Regions from separate parts of the Mus musculus genome. Here region 2 is linked to region 1. A link is a contact called in public Micro-C data. All regions are on one chromosome and are shown on one strand. Each heading gives the region's core, a stretch centred on a gene start, on an enhancer-like site or on the middle of the called end of the contact. The rest is flanking DNA. Distances are from core to core; before and after follow the strand shown.

Region 1 (5,102 bases), core at 409-2,908:
TTGCCTTTAGGTTCCTGTCCTGTTTTGAGTTCCTGGCCTGAGGTGCTGTGGGCAGTTAATGACTAGTGAGATAGAGAAAATTAATCTCCCCCATAGATGAGGCCCCTAATTGGCTATGCAATACCAAGTGATCTCCTTTAAAAAATATATATATATATACATACACATATACACACATATATGTATATATACCTATATATATGCGCAACACCGAGCAAGTTGTATTCATATGTTTGCTCATATGTACATATGTGTATATATTCACACATATATTCAGATCTATATACATACATATATATATATATATATATATATATATATATATATATAACTTTGATAATTAAGAAGAGAATAGGAATTTGAGGGGGAACGACATGGGGGAGGGAAGGGAGGGGTGATGTAAATACAGTTACACATATATGAAATTAGAAATTTATATTTAATTTTTATTTTAAAGATGAAGAAAAGAAAACCCCTTCTGCAATCCATGGTGGTTGGTTTGGGTTGGAATGTGATTCAAGCCAATCAGAATTTGTGTGTGCGTATGTGTGTTTTTTCAGAGAATTCTCAGCCAGACACTCTTTACACTAGGACCTGGGGCATCCAGCGGACAGCTTGGCTGCCATATAGGGAACAGGGCAGAGTCCTGACAACAGTACTCAGAGGGATGAGTAAGGACCTTCCCTTTTTTGGAATTGTTTCTCAGTCTTGACTAATAGGGCCTGGTCTCTCCCACAGGACTAGGAATTTCCTGGTCTTTTATCTCATCTTTAAGCACCACACCCTCTTCCCCTTCAGATCCTGGGTAGGAGCTGACAGACAGATTGTAACTGCCCAGCTATGACCTCATGTTGCTCACGGATACCTGGCAGGCAGAGGACACGTTGGTCCCCTCACTCGTCTCTCAATTGCAGAACTGCAGCTGGGAGGGAGCCATCCCAAGTTGGAGGAATGCTTGGGGTGGGACAGTTGCTTTTCTCTGGAAGGCTCTAGAGCAATTTACAGAATTCCAGAATTCCAGCCCACCCTGCCCGGAGGTCAGTCCGGTTTAGATATTCAAGGGAGCGGCCTGTGCATTTTAATTTGGATCAAAGTCTTGAATCTACAGGGTGAATCTGAGCCATTTGCTTTCTCAAAGCCTCAGTTTCTTCTAGAAACTATTGTCTCTATTGTCTAGTTATCTCTAGATCCCCAAGGGAGATTGTCACCCAAGTCATTAAATGAAACTGCAGGGATGAAGAACTTGGCAAGCAGCCAACATTTAGGAAATAGTAAGACTAGTCTGAAAATGTGTTGTTTTTAATTTTAAAAATTACATCATGTGCGCGAGTGTGTGTGTGTGTGTGTGTGTGTGTGTGTGTGTGTGTGTGTGTGGAGTGTGTGCGTACAACTCTCTAGAGTCAGTTCTCTTCTTCTACCCTGTGGGTCCCGGGGTCTAACTCACATCACCAGTCTTGGCACCAAGCGCTTCTACCTACTGAGCTCTTACAGGCCCCTGAAAATATTTTTCTGTTAGAGACGTAAAGAGCAACTCTTCAGGCTTTCCCTCCCATCTAAACTAGGAGGCAGAATTGCGTGATCCGCCATCAGGCCGTGGGTGTGGAGGCTGGACACACTCCCAGGGGTGCTGGATGATCACAACTCGCCACCACCCCGCATGCCCCAGCCCTTCATTCCTGTGAGTCAGCCCCATTCCTTAAACTAAAGTAAACCGAAGCCCACAGTTCACTTCCTGGCAAAGAAAGGTCTAGAATCTCCAGATCAGGACCTAGTTGTTGCCCAGGTCTGATAAGAAGAGCAGTAGGGTCGGTCTGAGTCAGCTGGGAGTAGCCTTTCTAGGATTTGTCCCTGCCCGGGGACTGCTCTGAGCACAAGCAGGAGCCCAGATCTAACCCTTCTGCAGCTGTTCTGGGTCAAATGCCCTGATTCTTACCACTCAGCCTTTCAGCGCCACCTAAGGAAGAAATCAGCTCAAACGCCTTGGGAGTTACAGCAGCCCAGAGTCAGGTCTCACTACACTACTGTCACTAAAAATGGCTTAGGTGTTCTTTAACAAAGCAGACCTAGTTGCCAAGTTCCCAGTTACAGGGTGTGGCTGGCATACCCCACCCCCTTCCCTAAATTTCTTCAGCTGGGCTGCCCTTCCCTATATATTCCAGATATTTTGATTACCTAGCTCTTTCTGGTCTATCCTTTACTCTCTTGTCTGGCTCTCCCCTCTTCCCCTCTCCCCTCCCTCTTCCCCTCCCTCTTCCCCTCTTCCCTCCACCTCTCCCCTCACCCCCTCTCTCCTCCACCTCTCACCCTCTCCCCTCCACCTCTCCTCCTTTCACCTCTTCCCCCCTCTCTCCTCACCCTTCTCCTCACATGGCTCAGGGTCATGTTCACTCTGGACTCTCCCAGATGTTCCTGCCTCTGGCTGTGCTCTCCCTTTTATCTACAGTGCACTCTCCCCTCCACCATACCTAGGCACAGTCATGTCTCTCTCTCTCTCTCTCTTTTTTTTCCCATTGAGCCCGGAAGTGAAGTGGCCTCTCCCTGGACTTTATCAGCCAAGCTGCCCTGGGAGTGGAGCAGAGGTGAGGTCTGTGAGGAAACAGGGCCCAGGGGTAAAGGGTGAAAGGTGGCTGGTGCCTTGCTTCCTACTGGAGCGCTGTCTTGAAGAAGGTTGGCCTGCACCCTCCTCTAGGTCCACCAGACGCCCAACGTGTCTTTAACCTGACCCAAAACTCCTGTCTACACTCACCCAGCACCTGGAGCCATCTTCTCTCCTCCCTCCTTCTCCCCCTTTTAAGGCACATCTTATTATGTAGACTAGGTGGCTTCAAATTCAGACCTTTCTGCCCCTGCTTCCTGAGTGCTGGGATTACAAGCGAGTCCCTGGGACTGGAAGACTTGGTGGGTACCTTACCCAATGAGCCATTTTGCTGCTCTTATTTTTTATTTTCCTCTTGTCTTTCTTCCCTCCCTCCCTTCCTCCCTTTCTTCCTTTTGCTACAGTGTTTCCTGTTCCCTGAACTGCCTTGAACTCTGGGGGTATGTAGGTGAGGATGACTTAAATTCCTCTTCCTCTCGCCTTTACCTCTCTTGTGGTAGGATCACAGGCATGTTCGTTCAATAATGCCCAACTTTTTGATTTCTGGGAATTGACTTCAGACCCCCGTGCATTCCTGGCAAGACTCTACCAACTGAGCTCCACCTCCGCATCTCCATGCTTACTTTTAAAAAGGGAAGGAAGGAAGCAAGCAGGCACCAAAGGCATCTTCTTAGCCCACCTCTGTGCAGGCTTGCTATGGCTCTCCATTGCCAGTGTGTGTGTGCGTGTGTGTGTGTGCGTGTGTGTGTGTGTGTGTGTGTGTGCGTGTGTGTGTGCGCGCGTGTGTGTGCGTGCGTGTGCGTGTGTGTGTGCGCGTGTGTGTGCGCGTGCGTGTGCGCGTGTGTGTGCGCGTGCGTGTGCGCGTGTGTGTGCGCGTGCGTGTGCGTGTGTGTGCGCGTGTGTGTGTGCGTGTGTGTGTGTGTGTGTGCGTGTGTGTGTGTGTGCGCGTGTGTGTGTGCGTGTGTGTGTGTGTGTGTGTGTGTGTGTGTGTTTAGGGGTGTCTTTCAGGCTGCTGTATCAAAACCTATAAACACTGTTGTTCACAAACTTACATTTTACGTCTCACAGTGCTGGAGGGTAGAGAAAGTCGAGATCAAGACACAGGCAGAGTGCTGTGTCCTTAAAGACAGTGCCTCATCTCTCTGTTTCAACATGGAAAGGGATAACTGGGTCTTCAGGGTCCAGTGTGGTAGTACACACCTGTAATCTCCACACCTAGGAGGCTGAGGCAGGAAGGTGAAGTGTTCTGACAACCCTGGGATACAATGGGAGAAACAAAACAGAACAGGCAGAAATCCCACTGTGAGAGCTACATTATCATGGCCTACTTACCATGGCACCCTCCTTTCTGTCACCTCTAGCATTAGGATTCCACTATGAATCTGAGCAGGAGAGGACGATTCAGACTTGCAGCACCGTGTTTCTTCTGACTCCCAAGTCCTCTGTCCTTTCTCCCATATGCTGCGTATGCCTCAGGATCTCTGCTGCTGGGTTCCCTTTTATTTGTTTGTTTGTTTATTTATTTATGGTTTTTTCGAGACAAGGTTTCTCTGTGTAGCCCTGGCTGTCCTGGAAGACCAAGCTGGCTAGAAACTCAGAAATTTGCCTGCCTCTGCCTCCCAAGTGCTGCGATTAAAGGAGTGCACCACCACTGCCCGACTGTTTTCTTTTATTTGAGACAAGATCTTGTGTAGACCAGGCTGTCCTCGAACTTAGTATGTAGCCAAAACCTTGAGCTACTCACCTTTCTGCCTCTACCTCCCAAGTGCTATGATGACTGGTGTGGACCATCAGGTTTGATTCTATGACGGGGGACTTCCTAGAGGAGGTTGCCTGTGTGTTCTGATTAGACTGATGGAGTGAAAGACAGCAAGGAGCTCCCAAGTAAGCAAGGGAGGCAAGCCTCTTCTGACAAGCTTCTAGAGGAACTCCTAAGAGGCTTGCCAGGTACCAGCTGTGCTGCCTGGGACATGTTCTCTGTCTCAGTCTCTCTGTGTGTGTTTGTGTGCGCGAGTGTGTGTGTGTGTGTGTGTGTGTGTGTGTGTGTGTGTGTCTGCTTCTGTCAGTCTATAGGGAGAACAAGTCCTCCACAGGTGTATAAATGTCTTGTTTGTGCTTGATGCCTCCCTTCGGCTGTGGGAGTTATCTCTAGAGCAGCCTCTTAGCTACTTTCCTGGTGTGGATTAAAGGAAAAGGCCAGGTCTGGGAAGGAACGAAGCCAGCCTGGCCCAGATTTTCCAGATTATGTCGGCTGTGTGAGCTCCTTGGGGCAGGAGGCTAAAAATTCCTTGCATTAAACTGAAAAGGAAGAGCTCCCATGGAACCCTAACACCTTTGAAGGCAGGCACACAAAGCACAGCTCCAACACAACCATCGTTCGTGCAGACAGTATGCGGATGCCAGAGATGGAGTGAGCCCCAGAAAGGTTAGGAGTCTTCCTGAGTCTCAACAGGGCCGTGGCAGCTTTCAAGTTAGCTCCTTCTCCTTTTTGTTTGTTTGATTCTTA
Region 2 (5,112 bases), core at 228-2,727, 420 kb before region 1:
AGCCTTCCCCCACCCCCTATATAAGTTCTGGGAATCAAACTCAAGCCTCAAGCATTTTCTCAACTGAGCCATTATACATACATACATATATACATATATATAATGTATATATAATGCAGGGGCTGGGGCTAAGTTCTGAGAGTAGATCACTTACTTACTTAATGTGCATATGGCTGATGCAGTGGGAGTGGACAATATCTGGACATGCTCTGAAAACAGAGCAGGGTTTGCTGACACTTAGATAGGGCACAGGATAGAGAGAGGAAGTCAGGCCACTTATCACAAAGGGGAAGGCTACAGGAGGGCCAGGTTTAGACAGATAGACAGATCTCAGTGGTATGTGACTCATGCTTAAAAGCTGTGAGAGAGATGATGTCAACAAGGAGTGAGCGAATGAGAAGTGTCAGGACCCACCAAAGACATCAGGGGACTAACAACAGTTATTCCAGTGAGGGGCTGGAGGTTAAAGCTGACACTAGATCAGCCCTTGTCAGAATGAGCAGGACTGGCAGAAGCAAACAAAATACTCCTGAATTCAGGTCAAAGAGGAGCCATGACTGGGGGGTGATAAGGGAAGGAGGGAGCAAAAGCATGTTTGTTTTCAAATTTCATTTATTTCATTTATATTATCTTTTTTTTTTTAAATTTCAGAATCCCTTTTCTACTTTCTGGATGTTACTGGCATTTTTTTAAAAAATCTTATTTCATATCTGCAGTGTCTTGACCTTCTTAGCTCTTTGAAGATTTTGAAGATTTAAAAAAAATGTTTCTTTTCTGTTTTTAAGTTTTCTTTTCCCTGCAGCTTCATTTGTATCCTTCAAGGTGTCTTGTTCTTGATTTTTCGAGCTCTCCATCTTTCAGATTTAGGGCTTTCCTAAGTGTCTGATTTTAGGTGAGAGTTGGGTGTTAATTAGCCACACCCGGCTTAAATTTCAGTTTTTAATTTTACAAGTATGCCTCCATATATGCAAGTGCACCACATGGGTGCACTGTCTGAGGAGTTACAGTTGGGAGCCACATCTGAGTGCCATCAGCTAAACCAAGAGCTGCAAGTGCTGTTAACCACTGAGCCCTGTCTGCAGCCACCCCAGAGCTTGTCTTAAGGGAGATCACAGCAAGTGTCTACAGAGATGGAGTGGCCCTGAGGAGTTTGTGACACTACACAGGAAGGGAAAGTATTGTCTGGAGTATTGTTCTCCAGTAGGCAAGGGCTCAAAGCATCTAGCAGACCAAGGAATGGGTAGACTCGAAGGAGGAGAGCAGAGATGACTGGTACTAACAGGGGCTCGGTGTTATGCTCAGAGGTGGGAACCTGTGGAAAGCCCTTACGACTTCCACTTGATCAGATGCAAAGTCACTCTGGTAAGGAAGGAAGAGGTGGATGCTGCAGACTTGAAGACGGAAGAGACTGTGAAACAACCACAAGGCAAATGAATCAGTGAGCCAGAGCAGTGGAGCATGACTATGGCATGGCTGCGGCATAACTGTGGCATGGCTGTGGCATGACTGTGGCATGGCTGTGGCATGGCTGTGGCATGGCTGTGGCATGACTGTGGCATGGCTGTGGCATGACTGTGGCATGACTGTGGCATGGCTGTGGCCCAGCTTATCTAAGCTCTGAGGACAACAGTGTAGCTGGTCTTTCCAGACACAAATGATCACACAGGTGGTGGCAGAAAACCAGTGAAAACAAGGAATGGACTGGCCTAAACCAGCATGATAAGGAAGAAAAACTGCTGAATATATTTTTAGGGGGAAAAATACAACGGCCCATGGACTTCCCACTGATTACAGAGAGAAATGAGACCACGAGGGTTATAAGGGATATTAAACAAGAAGTACAGTTCATTAGCTCTTGCCACAACAGGAGGCTCATTAGTTATTGTCAAAACAGGATTAAAAGCCAGCAGATGGCTTGATGGACAAAGGTATTTGAAGCCCATACTGACATGAGTTCAATCCCTTGGCTGATGATGTGAGTTTGATGCCTAAGATCCACGTGTGTGGAAGGACTGCTGACTCTCCACATGTAGTGTACAGTTCAAAGCCAGCCAAAGCTACATAATGAGTTCTAGACCAGCCAGAACTGCAGTGAGACCCTGTCTTAAAAGACAAAAACAATGTGAAAGTTCAGACCAACCAGACCTTAAGCAAGACCTTATCTCAAAACAAAATAAAAAAATAAAACCCACAAATATAATTCGGTATATTATCTTAGCCACTTCGAATGTTTTGATGTCATACAGTCATCGTAATGTCAATACTGAATTTTAATTAATCTTGTCAAAAATCACAACTATATTAGGAGACAGGAAGGCTAAGGGGAGAGAGCATCTGGTTGAGGAGATAGTTGTGAAGCCAAGTGTGTGGAGGGGACCTGCAATCCCAGCCAAGTGTGTGGAGGGGACCTGCAATCCCAGCCGTTAGGCGCTGGGGCTCGGGGTGGGGGGGTGGGGGGGTAGGGCGTGGAGAGGAGTATGGCCAGCCTGGGCTGCACAGAGTTCTAGGACAGCCTGGACTGCATGATAAGATTCTATCCCCTTACTCCCCAAAAGGAAACCTTTGCTTTTATAATAATCAACAGATAACAGCTAAAACTGAAGCATCAAGAAGTTGTTAGCAATTTATATAGATAGGTAGGTAGGTAGGTAGGTAGGTAGGTAGGTAGGTAGATAGATAGATAGATAGATAGATAGATAGATAGATAGATAGATAGACAGACAGACAAATGGATACATACATACATACATACATACATACATAATACATACATACATACATACATACATACATACATGGAGATATCTGTGTAAGTATCAGCTAAAAGACTAGCAACATCTCTGGGGAGAAGAAAACTGGAATAGAGTTGCTGGGTGTACCAGCTGCTTTCTGCTGCAATAAAGCACTGACCAAATCCAGTTTGGGGAGGGAAGGGTTTATTTGGCTCTCAGTTACAGTCCATCATTGAGGGAAGCTGAGGCAGGAGTGCAAGGCGGAATCTGGAGGCAGAGACTGAAAAGAGACCATAGAGGAGTGCTTCTTACTGGCTTGCTCCCATGGACTGCTCAATTGCCCATTCTGTACCTGACCAGAGATGGTACCTTCCACAGTGGGCTGGACTCTTCTTCATGTCTACCTGCCAATCTGAGGGAGGCATGTCCTCAACTGGGGTTCCCTCTTCCCAAGTGACTCAAATTTGTGTCAAGTTGATAAAAACTAATCAGCACACAGGGAGGTAGGATATCTTCATTTATTTTTTTCCCAGTGTTAGGGATGGGACCCTAGACTTTATGCTCACTGGGCAAGTCCTGGTTTTTAGATAACAAGCCTTAAAGAACTCTTTGATTCTTTATCAGATACATACCTAATTAAAAGTAAAACCCAAATAAAAAGGTGAATTGTTTAAATAGTCGATAATGACTCAACACCTAATTACTTCCTATGGGTTGACGAGATTCCTAAGAGCAAGGTGAAATGCTCACAATTTGTTTCCTCTCTCAGGAAGGACGCCATCTTGTTAACAGATGCTTTTGACTTCTCGGACCATTGTTTAAACTCTGCACTTGGCTGTTATGACGGACACGTCTACCAACGCCTGTTTGAGTGGGCTCAGAAGTCCCCAGCCAATACTCAGGTAGTGGAGTGAAATCCATTATAAATTATGTAAGACAGCCAAGAACAAGCGTAAACACATCTCAATGTTTCCCATTGTAATCGAGTCTGCTTAGCTGAAAAATCACTTGGCATAGCACATTTGTTTCAAATACTTCCGGAGAATACATAAAAGAAACCAGAGGTGTGGCCTGGCAGGAACTGAAATCAGCAAAATGCACAGCTCAAAACATAGAAAGGGCATTAGGAGAAAGGCTCATTTCTAAATCGTGGCTTGACATACCCAAAGGCATATACACACAGCAGCAAGCTGGCTTTCACATTAACAAAACTAAGATAAGTCACAGCAGTGCCCAAACCATCCTACTGCCAGCCTTTTAGCTCTGTTTTATGTAGATAAGTGCACATGTAGAGGTGATGGAGAAATGTGAGGTACTGCCGTCAGTGGGCAGGAAAAGCACAGCCATCATAAGGGGATAGTAATGAGACTGTCCTCGGAGGGAATACAAGAATGCCAGCTATGCCAGCCTCACTGGGCAAATCTAAGACCAGCGGTCGGTACTGCACTTCGAATTCAGGAAGCCCATAGTGAGTAGCAGCTTTACACAGATAATCCCAATGAGGAGTCTAGCTATCTATAGGCACACACACACACACAAGCTGTTTCACAGCACTGAGTGTATTAGAATCTATAAAACAGCGTTGTTCACATGGTGAAACTTTCTCTTTAGTCCAACTTCAGAAAGCTGTCGGAGAGCTCAGTGACAATACTTGGGCATTCACTAACACTTCGCCAGGTGTTGTTAGACAGCTTGTATTGTCACACATCAGAGCTTAGCTTAACTTTATTGTCTAAAGTCATAACTTTAGACAATGGCCTCCAGAATATAAGGCCAGTCCACCTCAGTCAAGCACCATCTACAAGCAGACATTGTTTTAGCTCAAAGAAACAGAAACCACTTCCTTACCCACTTACTACTCCTTACAGTTAAGCCACTTCTAGTGCATGACTATAGACCTCTGCCTTTGCTAATGTTTAAATCCTGGCACAAAAGCAAAGCAGTTCTTCCCAAACCAGCCTACATCCCATGGTCTCAAGAGAGACTTGTGTCCTTTGGGACTCCATAGAACCATTGCCCCTCACTGTCCACCTGTCTGCAAATGCAGAGACACATAGCCCAGACCTGTTTAGTTGGCAGCACAGGAAAACACTCCTCTCCTCTAGATGCTTCCTGGTCACTAAAGACTCAAGTGGGCTACCTTGTTTTTCTTCATTCTTAAAGTCTTTAGTCTGGAAACCATAGCAGGTTTGTAGAAATGAGATGTGCTACCCTACCTCGCTGACTGACTCTGTAAATTGATGATGCCCTTCATCCCGTTCCTTTGACTCTATTTCCTTCAACTTGACCAAGGACGGAGCTTCTTATGGCCCACATAAGGACACAGAAGCAGCAGTGCATACTGATGCCACACACACTCATCAGCCTGCCTTACTTAATA

What was found. A called contact is a pair of places that touch in the nucleus more often than the background predicts.
Region 2: a contact with region 1 is called in a Micro-C map of the G1E-ER4 cell line. The contact joins two enhancer-like sites. A contact is called at or near these places in 3 of 39 promoter capture datasets (the HPC-7 cell line, maxillary cranial neural crest and pre-B cells), 2 of 484 Hi-C or Micro-C datasets (the G1E-ER4 cell line and natural killer cells) and 1 of 115 datasets of contacts at active chromatin or transcription factors (pro-B cells).

What each region holds. Positions count from the first base shown.
Region 1 is chr14:7,805,392-7,810,493 of GRCm38.p6, reverse strand. No RefSeq gene overlaps it. Among named protein-coding and RNA genes, the nearest start is that of Flnb, 10 kb to the left of the region's middle. Within about 2 kb of position 1,658, at least 117 of the 459 cell types and tissues checked have an H3K27ac peak or open chromatin away from gene starts, as enhancers often do. A contact at or near this core is called in the G1E-ER4 cell line, where this site is marked.
Region 2 is chr14:8,228,681-8,233,792 of GRCm38.p6, reverse strand. It overlaps Acox2 (acyl-Coenzyme A oxidase 2, branched chain), which reads left to right. Exons shown (of 15, transcript NM_053115.2): 14 at 3,502-3,634. Among named protein-coding and RNA genes, the nearest start is that of Kctd6, 17 kb to the right of the region's middle. Within about 2 kb of position 1,477, at least 26 of the 459 cell types and tissues checked have an H3K27ac peak or open chromatin away from gene starts, as enhancers often do. A contact at or near this core is called in the G1E-ER4 cell line, where this site is marked.